2 separate regions of the Mus musculus genome follow, and region 1 is linked to region 2. The links are chromatin contacts, called in public Hi-C maps. All regions are on one chromosome and are shown on one strand. Each heading gives the region's core, a stretch centred on a gene start, on an enhancer-like site or on the middle of the called end of the contact. The rest is flanking DNA. Distances are from core to core; before and after follow the strand shown. Region 1 overlaps Sar1b (secretion associated Ras related GTPase 1B). Region 2 holds the start of Nhp2 (NHP2 ribonucleoprotein).

Region 1 (7,450 bases), core at 4,674-7,173, 160 kb after region 2:
ACTGCAGGCATCTATCATTCTGCTGAGCAACACAAATTTCTTAACCAGGAGGCTTCTCTGGGGGCAGACAGACTGCACTGCAAGCCCTGGACAGGACTGTGGCTTAACTCAATGTGAGCTGTGATTTAAACAAACACACAAACAATAAAAATCACTGCTGTGGCTCAGTGATGGAGTGCTTGTCTAGCACTGTTTAGCACTGCAGGCTAAAGGGTAATGATTTAAACAGGTTACTTATTTAGTTTTATTCTGGGAGTTATACGTAGGACCCTCCTAAATGCCTTCTAAGCTCTTTACCACTAGGCTATATCCAGAACCCCCCTTTTGCTGGTTTTGGGACTAGTCCCACTAAATTTCCTAAGCTTCCCTTAAACTGTGTACTCAGCAGTTCAGACAAACCTTGAATTTAAGATTCTCTTGCCTCAGCCTCCCAAATAACTAGGAATACAGGCTTCTGCCTATAGACCGGAGGTGGAAACTTAACAGTTCTTTGGAGAATCAATTGTGTTGGATGATGTTTTGCTGGGGCAAACACGTGAAGGAGTGTTTTCCTGAAGTGGACACAGATGAAAGACTAAGGCAGACTCATGAAGGAATGTTTCGCTGAAGCAGACATAGGAGAAAGGATGTTCTTCTAAAGAAAACATGTGGAAAGACATGTGATGGGTTCTTTGCTAGCAACATGCATGTATTGGTCCGCCTTACATTGCATAGCTGAGCTGCATTTGTCAGGACTCAGTTGACTCAGGCTGCTTAGATACACATGCTGAGGCAAGACCTATGCTGAGGCAAGGCACGTGACCGTCTGTTGTTGTTTTAAGACAAAATTTTGTGCAGCCCAGGCTGGCCTTAAATTAGCTATATAGCCAAGAATGCCTCCATTTCCCAAACTATGAGGGTACAGGCATGAGCCACGAAACCCCTGGAGTCCAGGGTGACCTGTTACTTACTATGTGGCCAAGACTGGCCTTGAACTCACAACAATCCTCCTCCTCTTCCTCTTAGATTTAGTTTATTTTTTTATGTATATGAGTATTTTGCACATGTGTACCACATGTGTGCCTGGTGCCCTCAGAGATCTGGGGTCAGATACCTTGGAACTGGAGTTCTGGGTGGTTGTGAGCTTTCCTGTGGATGCTGGGAACTGAAACGAGATCCTTCGCAAGAGCAACCAATGCTCTTAACTGATGAGCCATCTCCCCAAACCTGTTGTTTAGCTTAAGTGCTGGGATTATAGGTGAGAACCTGTATTTTAGAATGTGGTGGTTTGAATGTGCTTGGCCCAGAGAGTGGCGCTATTGGAGGTGTGGCCTTGTTGAAGGAAGCGTGTTATATAGGTATGGGCTTTAAGAACCTGTCTAGCTGCCTGAGAGTGAGTCTTCTCAGATGAAGATGTAGAACTCTCAGCTCCTCCTGCACCATGCCTGCCTAGATGCTGCCATGTTCCTACCTTGATGATAATGGACTGAACTTCTGAACCTGTAAGCCAACCCCAATTAAATGTTGTCCTTATAAGAGTTGCCTTGGTTATGTTGTCTATTCACAGCAGTAAATCTCTAACACATAAAGTTCTAGTAGTTTTTGTCCAAATTGCATTTATGTAGCTAGGTTGCACTAAGGAACAATTTCTCTCCATATTTTGTTTTGTTTTTTGGTGCTGGATCTTGAACCCAGAGCCTTGTGCATACCAGGCCTACACCCTCAGCCCCTACACATTTCAGTGTCCCTCTCATCCAGAGAGTAATGGTAAGAGGATGTGTAACTTTGAAGGGAAGGGATATTTTTGAGCAGGTTCTCACTGTGTAACCAGGCTGGCCTGGAGCAGTCTGTGCAGGCCTAATTGTCATTAAACTCAAAATCCTGCTTCATCCCCACCAAGTGCTAAAATTCACAAATAAGCATCCTGCTCAAGGTTCTCATTCCTGTGTTACTGACACACCCATAGATTTTCCATGTGTTTGATCCCAAATTGGAATTCTTGGGCTATAAAAACAAAATTTGGCCAGGAGGTAGCAGTGGCAGCGGCAAATTTAATCCCACTCAGCGCTTGGGAGACAGAGTTGGGTAGGTCTATGGAGTCCAAGTATAGCCTGGTCTACAAAGTGAGTTCCAGGACAGTCAGAACTACATAGAGAAACCTTGTCTCAGGAAAAAAACTCGCTCACATGCACGGGTATGCACACACACACACATACCACCACCACCACCAACAGCAACAAAAACAAAAACAGAAAAAATTTGAGTTAGGTTAAAAGAAAAAAAAATACCAGCTACACAGGAGGCTGAGGCAGGATTGTGAGTTGAAAGCCTGCTTGAGGAATTTAATGAGCCCCAGCTCCCTGCCCCAAATTAATCTAAAGGGTTAGGTGTGGGTGTTTAGCAAAATCTCAATCGTTCGATTTTACCAATGAAGACTTGAGAGCCAGCTGCTGGGGTGAAAGAAAGCATCCAGATGACCTCAGCTGATGTCCCACCAGGAATGCCCCTCTCTCATGACATTGCACCAAACAAACTCTACTTCCTGGGCAGCTTTCTATGCATCCTCCTGACTTCCTCTTACTCTCTGTTGTTTTTTTGTTTGTTTGTTTGTTTGTTTGTTTGTTTTTCCTTAATAATCCTGTGTTCACTGCCTATCAATGGGTTGTTTGCTCAGCCTTTTGACCTGTGGTTTGACTGTTTATAATATTCAAGCAGAAAGCTCTTGGATTAAAGGTGTGAGCTAAGGCTGAGCCCCACCTCAGCTAAAACCAGGTTTTTCTAGTAAATAACACAATCTGGGGGTGGGGGAGTCACAGTGTGATCAACAGCTTGGGATGAGGCTCAGTGGGTGAGAATTGTCCAGCAAGCGTGAGACCCTGGTTTGACACCCACACCTCAAGCCCTCTCAGACTAGTCCATTGCCGGGACTTAGGGTATCTCAGAAAAGCGAGCTGGGCTCATACTAGCTGCAGGTGGGTTTGCTCCCTTTTCACGCTCCAAGGTGGTGTGGGTAAAGGACCGCTTAGCTGCTTACCCTCTTTAGCCACTCATGTCAATTTGACAGCCTACTGCAGAGATGATTAAAAAACAAACAGGACTTGTCTAAAGAATGACAAAGAGCACAGCCTTCCCAATGTTGGGACATGGCCCAGGGTTCACATCTAGAAAGTTAACTTTGTTGACCTGTGAAAGTGCATTTCTGTGGCTATGATCTTCTCTCAAGAAACTTTCTGTCCCGTTTTTCTTTTACCCTATTAGTTTTACCAAGCTATGTTGCATAAATACTGAATTGTATTCTGTTTTCTACTATGACTTAAAAGGTTTGTTTAACATGTGGTGATGGTTAAATATTGAAAAATTCAGAAAGATAACATACCCCAAATGTATCACCTAGAGCTGACTGTCGTGTGAAGAGGAGTTCTGTATGAAGGTACATGCCAGGAATCTTAGCTCTGGGGAGAAGGAAGCTGGCGACTGGAAATCCAAGGCTCTCCTTGGCTACACAGAAGCCAGCCGTGTCTCAAAGAATATGACATATGTTAGACGAGCTCTTTACACTAAGTTTTTTTTTAACTTACATTTTATTTATTTGTTTGTTTGTTTGTTTTGAAGTTTAGGCAGCTGGCTAGGACCCAACTTGCTTCTTTTTTTAAAAAAATATTTATTTTATGTATATGAGTACACTGTAGCTGTCTTCAGACACACCAGAAGAGGGCATCAGGTCCCATTACAGATGGTTGTGAGCCACCATGTGGTTGCTGGGAACTGAACTCAGGACCTCTGGAAGCGCAGTCAGTGCTCTTAACCATTGAGCCATCTCTCCATTCCTAACTTTCTTTCTTTTTTTTTTTTTTTTTTTACTGGGGAGAGGTACACACATGCCATGGTTTCCTCACAGAGGTCAGGAGATGGTTTGCAGGGTGGAGTCCAGGAATTGAACTCAGACTGTCAGGCTTGACAGCAGGTGTCTTTATCCATCAAGCCATCCACCAACCCAGGCACGTAGCTTTTTGCAGGGGTGGGGTGGGAGATAAGAGAATGGGATGGGCTCATTTGTTTTTATTTTTGAGATGGTCTAAAAAAGCCTAGGCTGTATCCCTGAGCCTGGCCTTGAAGTCCTCTTCTTCCTGCCTCTACAATCTAACTGCCATCACTTCGGATCCCAGGGTTTTTATTTCTTTTTGAGACACTGTCTTGCTAAGTTTGCCACGCTCTTGGTTTGGAGCATACAGTGTAGTCCAGGCAAGACTTGAATTTGGAGATCATCATGCCTCAGCCTCCTGAGTACCTGGACTTACAGACTTGTGCTACCAAGTCTAGTTTGGAAACTCTAATTATTATATAGCTTTGCCTAGTCTGGAACTCAGTAAACAGGCCAGACTGGCCCCTAACTCAAGAGCCTGTTTGCCTGCGAGTAAAGGCTGCACCAACACACTTGGCCTTACTGATTATTGTTACTTTTTGTTGTTATTGAAACAGAGTCACACATATCCCAGGCAGGCCTTGAACTAGCTATGCATTCAAGATGACCTTAAATTCTTGACCCTCCAGCTTTTTACCACCTTAGATATCAGGAATGGAAACTTAACATCTTTTTTCTTTTCTCCCTATTCTTTTTCCCCAATCCCCAGCTCTTACAACAAGGATTTGATAAATAGCTCATATCTAATATTTAGCACAGATTGTTTCTAAAATTTGTCTTCTTAAATCTTTAAAGATTTAATTTGTGTGTGAGAGGGGAGGAGAGGGAGGGAGAAAAAGGATAAAGAGAGAGGGAGGAAGGGAAGGGAGGTAGTGAGGGAGAGAGAGAGAGAGAGGGAGAGAGAGAGAGAGAGAGAGAGAAGCCAATACCCTCAGAGGCAGAAGAGATCGTTGGAGACCCTGGAGCTGGAGTAGTTGTCAGCCTTCACACGGGCACTGGCAGCTGAACTCAGGCTCTCTGGAAGAACAGAAGTGCCCTTAACCACTGAACCATCTCTCCAGCCCCCAATTTTTTTTTCCAGATACAATCTTACAGTTTACCTTACAGTCTAAGTTGGCCTTGAATTCATAATCCTCCTGCCTGAGCTTCCCAATGGCTAGAGTTACAAGTATGTGTCACCATGCTTGGCTCTAACATAGTTTTGAGTTTTTATGCCAGTTTATACTGCAACTTAGTTTATTTCCTTTTTTTTTTTTTTTTTTTGAGCTAGATCTCATCATATAGCTGTGGCTGTCCTACAACTGCTATGTTCACCAGTACAGCCTCAACTGCAGAGATCACCTCTGTCCTGAGTCCTGGGATTAGAGTTGTTGGCCATCACACATGGCTCTTCATTTTTTTTTCCCCTATCCTTGGTTGTTGTCATTCATTTTGTTCCTTCCATGGACAAAGAATGGTCCCTGCCTGAAATTTAATGGCATTTTGAGATTTATGCATAAGCATAGATGAGGTTCTATCAGCCTGGGTAACAGGGACTTGTTGTTTATGTATGCACACATGCATATGTTTATGTGCACCACAGTGTATGTATAGAGGTCAGAGGGCAACTTGTTAGTTGGTTCTCTCCCACCGAGTGGGTCCCAAGGACTGAACTGAGCACATCAAGCTTGGCCCCAGGTGTCCGTATCCACTGAGCCCTCTCATCAGCCCTGCTTTATAGTTCTTAACACTTACATAATGTTAGAAGATTACGCAGACTTGTTTAACATCTGTCGGTATCCTGTGTATGTTGGCCATGCTGACTGTTAAGTCTAACTAAACCTTGTTTTTCAGACCTGTAAGATCTGGATATGTCCTTCATATTTGACTGGATTTACAGTGGTTTCAGCAGTGTGCTGCAGTTTCTAGGTAACTTCGGCTTTGCTCTTTGTAGCTATTGCATTTGACCCTGTTTATGCACTTGTTTGTAGAGAGCGCCTTTATATAAGCCTGTGGTTAAGAAAGTGAGCTTTGAGATTATGAAATACATCCAAGTGACTCACCTCTTGAAATCACGTAATCGTAGGCCAGGTGTGGGAGAGCACCCCTGTACCTCAGCCCTCACAAGGCTGAAGCTGTGATCTGAGACCTCGAGTAATTAGGAACTAAGGTTGGTTCTGGTCAGCATGTCTACTGTATGGAGAGGTGAAGCCTTTCTCAACTGAAGGTAATGCCTGTACACTATGGAAAGACATACAGTAACCAACTTGTCTCTTCAAGAAACTAGACCACATGAAAAGTGAAAAGATGATGTTTTTTTGTAGATAGAAATAATTTAATCATATAAAAAATAACTTTGAGTGCTCAGGAGTTAGTGGTGTATACCTTTAGTTCCACACTGGGGAGGTAGAGGTAGGTGGACCTTTGTGAGTTTGAGACCCAGATCACAGATACATCGATGCACTTGTCTGTCTGTCTGGATTGTACTGGGGATATGACCCAGGCCTTGCATATACTAGGCAAGTCATATGGAAGGCAAGTACCACTGAACTAGAGCCACAGCCCTATTTTAAAACTTGTAATGGGGACACAATTAATTAGTTGCTCAGGCTGGCTTGCAACTCATGTTCTTCCTGGCTCTGCCTCCTAAGTACATAAGATGACAGAAATGGCTATGAAACCCAGCTGGCCTGGAACTGGCATGATCCCTGCCTCTATCTCACCAGTGAATGCTGGATTGCACATATATGCTGCCATGCCTGGATAATGTGTAGATTTTAAGTTGTTCTTTTAAAACTGAAAATGAGGGCTGAGGAGATGGCTCAGTGGTTAAAGGTATCAGCTGCCTGCCCTTCCAGGGGGCCTGGGCTCACCTCCCAGCACCCACACGGCAGCTCACTATCTATCTATCTATTACTCCAGTTTTAGGGGACCCGATACCTATGTGTGCTGATACCTCAGGCACTGCACTGCACACAGAACAGCCATACACATGAAATACAATAAAATAAAACCTGAAAATAAGAGCTGGGCCTTACTTGGTGGTACAGACTACTCAGTCCAACTACTCAGGAGACTGAGGCAGGGGAATCACAAATTAAAAGTTAGAATGAACAACAGAATGAATTGATTTGAAGCCAAATTGGGCAATTTGGTGAGATCCTGTCTTACAATAAAAAGCAAAAGGAGGACTGGGGTGTAGTCAGAATAGAAAGCACTTGCCTATCCTATCCTGGGGTAGCACTGCCAAACAAAAACAAGATCAGAAAACTTAAAGATAAGCTTAGCTTAAACAAGCTTGTTTATGCTAAATGTACTTATTGAGGCAGAGTTACAACTGATTATTGTTTATTGTTGGTTTTTGTTTTTTACATTTAGTATTTTTTATAATTTATTTTATGTGCATTGGTATTTTGCCTGCATGCATGTCTGTATGAGAGTGTCGGATCCCCCGGAACTGGAGTTACAGACAGTAGTGCGCTGCTATGCAGGTGCTGGGAATTGATTGAACCTGGGTCCATCTGGAAGAGTGGCCAGTGTTCTTAACTGCTGAGCCAGCTCTCCAGCCCC
Region 2 (7,285 bases), core at 1,442-3,941:
CAGAAATCCACCTGCCTCTGCCTCCTGAGAGCTGGGATTAAAGGCGTGTGCCACCACGCCCGGCTTCACATTTTACTCTTGATTCTAACTTTATTACACCTTTCTGGCAAAACAATTAAAGCCATCTCCTTAAACTTTCTTCCTAAAATGATTTGAATCAAATCAACAACTCTATAAAGTCATTAATTCCTCTAAATAGCATTAATTCATGAAAGTTCACCTTCATGTTGATCTGTAGGAAATTTGAGCAAAAGGGTGGGCTAATACCCAGGAATCATTAAGCGATGTAATAGTGACAGAAAAGTCATATCGGCAGCAAGAAGCAACTGGGGCTGTGCCTCTCTGGCCATCTCAGCCGTGCAGAATGGTGAGCCATCTCCAGGAAACTCATTTGCTTGCCTTTTCTTTTTGATTTATTTATTTATTATATGTAAGTACACTGTAGCTGTCCTCAGATACTTCAGAAGAGGGCATCAGATTTTGTTACGGATGGTTGTGAGCCACCATGTGGTTGCTGGGATCTGAACTCGGGACCTTCGGAAGAGCAGTCGGAGCTCTTAACCACTGAGCCATCTCGCCAGCCCTTGCTTGCCTTTTCTAAATGGCTTCTGTCATATTTAAACCTTCTTAACCATATATCTATGGAATTTCTATTTAGTACTTTTGGATTAAGGTGGGCCTCAGGTAACTAATGCCACACAGAAAACAAAACCCACCGTTGATTGAGTCCACCCTGCAAACAGGGAGATGCCAGCCACAGCTAGCGGTAACTTCAGGGCTTTCCAGAAGGTGGCGATATAACAAAGGTAGTAGATTAGGACAGAAGCTGCCAGACCTCCTCCTCCTCCACCACCACCTCGAAAGTTCTGGGGAAGATGGAAGGCTGGGACCATCAAAGCTTGGGCAGTGGAGGAGCCACCTTTCTCCCCTGTCATAATATATAGGTATCCTCCTAACCCCTGTCATAATGTATGGGTATGTGCAGACCTAACATCAGAAGACAGGTGAGTCTCAGAAGTCACCCTCTCTGTCTCTCTAAACTAGGTCTCCCTCAGATTCAAATCAGCTGGCAAATATTAAGCATTTGCTGTTTAAATACTTGATTTCCCCACCATTTAGTAATCGCTTACTGAGACACATCCAGGCCTCCCTACAACCTAAAAAAGAGAGATGATTTCAATCTTTACTAGGCTACCCAGTGCTCCTTCCTCCAACAGCCTTCCCTGGTTCTGTCTTTCTTGGCAATTCAGAGAATGTATCCCAATCTGACATATCCTGGTCCTCTTGCTGCTGTCCAAGTGATGGCTTTTAGTGGCTGGAAATCATACTCAACTATCTCACAGGTCTCATAGTTGTCAATCAGGGATAGGTAAGTTCTGTGTCCTTCACAAAACACAGATCTAAATGTGGGCCTGATTTTTGGCATCTGGCACTCAGGATCCTCCTTCATATTCACCCTTACCAGCTTCAGTCCCTCTACGTCACAGAGCTGAGGTCCCCGTTTCCTGTTGCTCCAGGGTTCTCATTAGCTAGCTGGACTCTTCATCCAGCACATGTCACCTTCCTTCCTACCTTTCTGGTTTTTCAGATTTGCTTTTAACATTTAAGAACTTTTGATTGATTTATTTCCTGTGTGTGAGTGTGTTGCCTGAAAGCACATCTGTGCAGCACATGCACTCCTGAGGCCCTTGCAGATTAGACATTTCAGATCCCCTGGAACTGGAGTGGGTTTTTTTGTTTGTTTGTTTGTGTTTTTTTGTTTGTTTGGGGGGGGTTGGTTTTTGTTTTTTGGTTTTTATTCAAGACAGGGTTTCTCTGTATAGCCCTGGCTGTCCTGGAACTCACTCTGTAGACCAGGCTGGCTTTGAACTCATAAATCCACCTGCCTTTGCCTCCCAAGTGCTGGGATTAAAGGCATGCGCCACCACTGCCCGGCCTCTTTTTTTTCTTTTTTCTTTGCGGTTTTTTTTTTTTTTTTTTTTGGAGACTGTTTCTGTGTAATCCTGGCTGTCCTGAAACTCGATCTGTAGAACAGGCTAGCCTTGAATTCAGAGTTCCTCCTGCCTCTGCCTCCCAAATGCTGAGAGTAAAGGTATGCACCACTACTGCCCAGCGGAAGTCACTATGTAGACCAGGCTGACCTTACTGCCCAGCGGAAGTCACTATGTAGACCAGGCTGACCTGATCCACCTGCCCCTGCCTCCCCACTGCTGGGATCAAAGGTGTGCGGTTTATAGTTTGTGCAACAGGATCTAGGAGGGGGAAAAGAAAATATGAAAAAACTTTCAGGTGCGCCAGGCTTTACCTAACCAGCAGCAGCAGGTCACAAGGCAGGTCACAAGGAGCTCAGGGGACACAATCCCGTTGTGTATTTTCCTTCCACCCGCTCTTCAATCTCTCCGGGCCCCGCCTCTTTCCCTTTGGGCTCCGCCTCTTTCCCTTTGGGCCCCACCTCTCGGCCCCAGGCCCCGCCCCTTTCCCTCTGGAAACCCGGTTCTAAATTCGGCCTCCCTGGGATTCCCGCGGTGAAAATCCAAATCCCGTGCTTAGATTGACCTTTAACTCCGCCCCCATATCCAAAATCCCGCCCCTAGAGATCTACTTAGAGATTGGTCGGTGTAGAATATTTAGTTTCCCAATTGGTCACAGGGTAGAGCCACTTGAAAACCCGGAAGTGATGTCGGAGGCGGCGGCCGCGTGGTTCCTCTATGCCGGGACGGAGTTGTAGTTGCTAAGATGACCAAAGTAAAGGCCGCTCCCGAAGAGTCCGAGGCGCAGGCGGAGGGCTGCAGCGAGGAGCGCACGTACAAAGAGCTGCTGGTCAATCTGAACCCCATCGCGCAGCCCCTGGCTTCCCGCCGCCTGACGCGCAAGCTCTACAAGTGCATCAAGAAGGGTGAGGCGGGCGCGTGGCGATCGCGGTCCGGGACCGGTGACTTGGGCGGCCCGGGGTCGAGCCTCGTGAGCGAGGTGTCGGCTCACGCTTCTCTCTCTTTGTAGCTGTGAAGCAGAAGCAGATTCGTCGCGGGGTGAAGGAGGTTCAGAAATTTGTCAACAAGGGCGAGAAAGGGTAAGAACCCGGCTTCCTCTGGTTTTTAAGTTTTGTGTGGTTTTTATTTTTATATTCCAGTGCCGGGGATTGAACCTAGGGCCTTGTGCACGGTACACAAGTACTACGGCACTAAGTTTGGCTTATTAACTGGTTAAGAAGAAATTCCACCTACTCAATAAAGGTGAAGTTGACCAACCAGTCTAGCAGTCAACTCCCTTCACTACCAGTAAATGGAACTCCCAGTAAATGACAGGGAAGAGAATAGGAATCCAGCCCGTGTAAACTAGAGTCCTGATCATTCACTCTGTAGAACGGCACAACTTTTTCAGGCTCTAGGCAACGTGCTATATGTAGAGAGACATTTTCCCAAGTAGGGCAGGGGAGAATGCGGGCTAGCTTCCGAAGTATAGCTAGTTCAAGGCCGTCGTGGTCTATGGACAGGTCTCAAAACAAACAAAACTCCCAAAAGGAGAAAATGATAAGCCAGTGATAGGCCTTTAATCCCATCAGAGGCAGATCTCTTAAGTTTTCAGCCATGACTATGTATAGAGACCCTGTCTCAAAACAACAAAGGAAGAGAATGAATGAATGAAGGTTTATTTGGGGTGAGGGGGTGGAATCCTGAGAAGAGTAGGCTCTTGGACAGGGCAGTGTAGTGGCACTTACACAATGTAAGTGGTTACTCCTTTTAAGTGTATGACTGTTTTGCCTGCGTGTATATGTTGGTGCATCACTGGTGCCCTTGGCAACCAGAAGGCAAGGTGTAAGGTCTCCTTGGACTGGAGTTAGAAATGGCCATGCACCCCCAGAAATGGCTATGCATCCCCGTATGCCGGCTCTCCAGCCCTCCTGGGCTTTCTTTTTTTTTTTTTTTTGAGACAGGATTTCTCTGTGTAGCCCTGTCTGTCCTGGAACTCATTTTGTAGACCAGGCTGGCCTCAAACTCAGAAATCCGCCTGCCTCTGCCTCCGGAGTGTTGGAATTAAAGGCGTGCCCCACCATGCCCGGTTTTGTTTGTTGTTGTTGTTGTTGTTGTTTTCTTTTTCCCCCTCGTGGGCTTTCTAAGGTAGGTTTAGTGTTCTCAGAACAGAGTGCAAGCTGAGGCGTGACATCGAGGGAAGAATTAGGAGAGGCAAGTCAGACTTAGTAAGCTGTTATGGCCCAAGGCAGGTGATGGGCAGGAGCTACAGCTGAGGGATTTGAGAGACGGTGACATATAATGACTTTGCATGCTAGTTTGGGCTGTAGTGTGTGACTGCAGACAGACAGTGGAGGAAAGCCAGGTTTGTGTGAAAACATCTGAAGTGTGGTTTTTAGATACCTTTTATTACGTGTGGGTGCCTACTTGCATGTGTATGGACACATGTGCATCTGGTACCCATGTGAACACCAGCGGACAACTTGGAGAGCTGATTCTCTTCTGCCATTCAGGCCCCTGGGATTGAACTCAGGTGGCCAGGCTTGGCAGTGAGTGTCTTTACCCTCTGAGGCGTCCTGAGTTGACATGGAAAATGCCTTGGACATGCTCTGCTTAGCTATTCTACAGGCAGATGTTTTGGTAGGGCAGATGGGGGCTGGTAGCTTCAGGTGGCCCCTGGCACCATGATAGGTCAGGAAGGCAAGGAGAAAGGGACCACAAAGAAGGACAGCAAAGGAACAAGTGGAAAGGACCAGCCTTGTGCCAAAGGGAACGGAGTATGCAAACAGATGTCTACCACCCTTACACCGGGCAGATCTTCAGGACTTCTGGGTCTGGTACACTGACAGCTCTCAGCCATGGTTGAGGGCCCTGGCAAGCTTTCTCTTGGGACAGAGTCTGTGTGTTACTCAAACACTTAGGTGTGATCCCTGCCAGTCCTCTCAGCTTTGTTCTCTGACACCCCCCCCCCACCACACACACACACACTAGTTATCTATTGCAGAAGGCAACCAGCCCTTCAGTACCACCCTTGGCCTTATTCTGTCCCCACACCTGCCATTCTGGAATCATCATGGCACTCAAGTCTCTGTTCAAGGGTCATCTCCTGGTTGGAACATAACTGACTCTAAGGAGAGCCGAGTTCCTATTTCGTGGTATTTCTCCTGTACCTCATCTGTCCCAGCACTTCACCTCTAGTCACATTCGGTGGCATTTACATGCTGTCAAGTAGAGACCATGTCCCCAGAGGAATGCATTTGCCAAACATGACTTTGTACTCCTTTCAGAAGTTGAAGGCTAGTGTGGGGGTCCTTGGTTGGGGTGGGGCATTTTCTTGGACTCTGCCCTCACAGCCAGGCTGGAGATAGCTCTTAGAACTGAAAGGGAAAGAGACGGAGCAAAGGAGAACTGATGGTGCCTTCTCTTGTTGCAGGATCATGGTTTTGGCAGGAGATACATTGCCGATTGAGGTGTACTGCCATCTTCCAGTTCTGTGCGAGGACCAGAACTTGCCCTACGTCTACATCCCCTCTAAGACGGTGAGAAGCGCATGCCCACCCTGCCCCATTCCCATCTTGGCCCTAGGGAGGCTGTTTGAGGAATTATCTCAGGTGTTGGAATTCTTAGGTCTGGGTGGCTTGTTTTTCTTTTTGAGATGGCATCTCAGCTAGGACTAAAGTACATAGCACATGGCTGGCAGGCTTCCTTCCTGTAAGATGGGGATCGTCTGTATGCTAAGAATATTTGAACACGTGTAAAGGGTGTCAGAGACTTATATAACAGAGGTGAATATTTGAACATGTGTGAAGGGTGTCAGAGACTTTATATAACAGAGGTACTGCCCTGCCTACAGGGATACCCTCATAGGCCATGTGGGAATATTCAGTATTGGCTTGGAGGACCATGGCTTGAGAGCTTAGTGTACATGATGGCAAACAACTGAAGTATTTTTAAATGTAATGTTTACCAACGGGACATGGCTGCGTGCCAGGTTAGGGCTGTGACTCCTGTTCCCAGCAGCTCTCTTCTCTCCTGTGTAGGACTTGGGTGCAGCCACAGGCTCCAAGCGTCCCACTTGTGTGATCATGGTGAAGCCCCATGAAGAATATCAGGAGACCTACGACAAGTGCCTGGAGGAGGTGCAGGCACTGCCTACACCTCTGTGAGAGACTTGGGCTGCAACCCAGCCCCTTTCCAAGAGATCTGGCTGGCTGCAGGCAGCTGCCCACCCTAACAGCATCTCCCCGATTTCTTGCTGTGTGAGTCTTCCCAGGCAGCTCCAGCAGTGTTGGAGGTGGAGCCTGCATCTCTGCCATCTCCTCCTGAGCTTTGATGAAGACAGTTCCAAGAATGTGGGATAGAAGTAAATGCTAAGGCGAAAACGTGGCAAGTGTGTGGGTGTTCTTGAAGTTGGCAGGAGGAGCAAAAGCAGCCTTTCAGCACAGAGCCTCAAGGGTGTACCTGGCAAATGTTCTGCACTGGCTCTACAGCCCACCCGTCTTCATTTCCCACTCTAGGACAGTTGGGGTGAGGAGATGAGGCATCAAGGCCCAAACCCCACTTCACACACCTCCAAGAGTGATACGCATATATATACACACAAGACCATGCAATCATTGGTAAGGAGAAGGGCTATGAATATATTTGCTCAAAGTTATAAAACAGCATTCAGTTCTAACGGGTTATTTACAGTGGAGAATGAATGGGTAGATACAGTTGAGACTGTACAGTAGGAAGTGGGCCACAGCTGGAAACCCCTTTGATGCCAGGAGTAGAAAGATGTCTGCATTTGATGACCAAGACCTTTGCTGCTCCGTCAGGGGCAAGTGTAAACAGAATGCAGGAACAGAGTAGCCAGTCCCCCTAGAAGGTAAGGAAGCATAGGCTGCTGGTTCACAGCCTTCCCTGGCCTCTGCCTAGGCAGGTTGGGTCTCTTGGTAATGCTGGTCTGAGAGGCATCACAGTCTGCTGAAGCCAGTCCCTCCACAAAGGCCCATGGGTGGATTACACCTTCTAGAATGTTCCTTGGAATCAGAATATGATGCGTTTCCCATCTGCTGGATTCTGTTCCATGGGACAGTAGGGACACTTTAGCCTGCAAGGAAAGGCAAAGGCAAGAGCGTCTCAGGGCTGGCCAGGAAAGCCAGGCCAGGATGGAAACAGGCAGGGCAACTTACTTTCCTCCATTGATGAGTTTGTTGAGTGCATCTCTGGAGATGACGTGGCCACAGATGAGCTTGATGGGGGGGTTGGAATCTGAGGTCTGCTGTCGCAGGATAGGGCATGCAAACACTGAGTGGTACCAGCACTTCATG

Evidence for each region. Hi-C and Micro-C count contacts between places; a contact is called where the count stands out from the background.
Region 1: a Hi-C map of the 4T1 cell line shows a contact between it and region 2, with 4 times the contacts expected there. The contact joins the enhancer-like site here to the promoter of Nhp2 in region 2. A contact is called at or near these places in 20 of 39 promoter capture datasets (the 3T3-L1 cell line, 3T3-L1-derived adipocytes, the C10 cell line and 12 more), 3 of 15 datasets of contacts at CTCF or cohesin (the G1E-ER4 cell line, embryonic stem cells and pro-B cells), 33 of 484 Hi-C or Micro-C datasets (3T3-L1-derived adipocytes, the 4T1 cell line, the AML12 cell line and 15 more), 10 of 115 datasets of contacts at active chromatin or transcription factors (the HPC-7 cell line, the SCID.adh cell line, bone marrow-derived macrophages and 4 more) and 2 of 9 other capture datasets (adipose tissue and embryonic stem cells).

The regions. Positions count from the first base shown.
Region 1 is chr11:51,771,753-51,779,202 of GRCm38.p6, forward strand. Sar1b (secretion associated Ras related GTPase 1B) reads left to right here. Exons shown (of 7, transcript NM_025535.2): 2 at 5,735-5,809. The coding sequence starts at 5,752. Among named protein-coding and RNA genes, the nearest start is that of Sar1b, 12 kb to the left of the region's middle. Within about 2 kb of position 5,924, at least 13 of the 459 cell types and tissues checked have an H3K27ac peak or open chromatin away from gene starts, as enhancers often do. A contact at or near this core is called in the 4T1 cell line, epidermal suprabasal cells and liver, where this site is marked.
Region 2 is chr11:51,617,082-51,624,366 of GRCm38.p6, forward strand. Nhp2 (NHP2 ribonucleoprotein) reads left to right here and starts at 2,692. Exons shown (of 4, transcript NM_026631.4): 1 at 2,692-2,896; 2 at 3,001-3,070; 3 at 5,404-5,509; 4 at 6,011-6,637. The coding sequence starts at 2,737. The coding sequence ends at 6,136. It overlaps Rmnd5b (required for meiotic nuclear division 5 homolog B), which reads right to left. Exons shown (of 10, transcript NM_025346.1): 9 at 7,148-7,285; 10 at 6,592-7,065. The coding sequence ends at 7,002.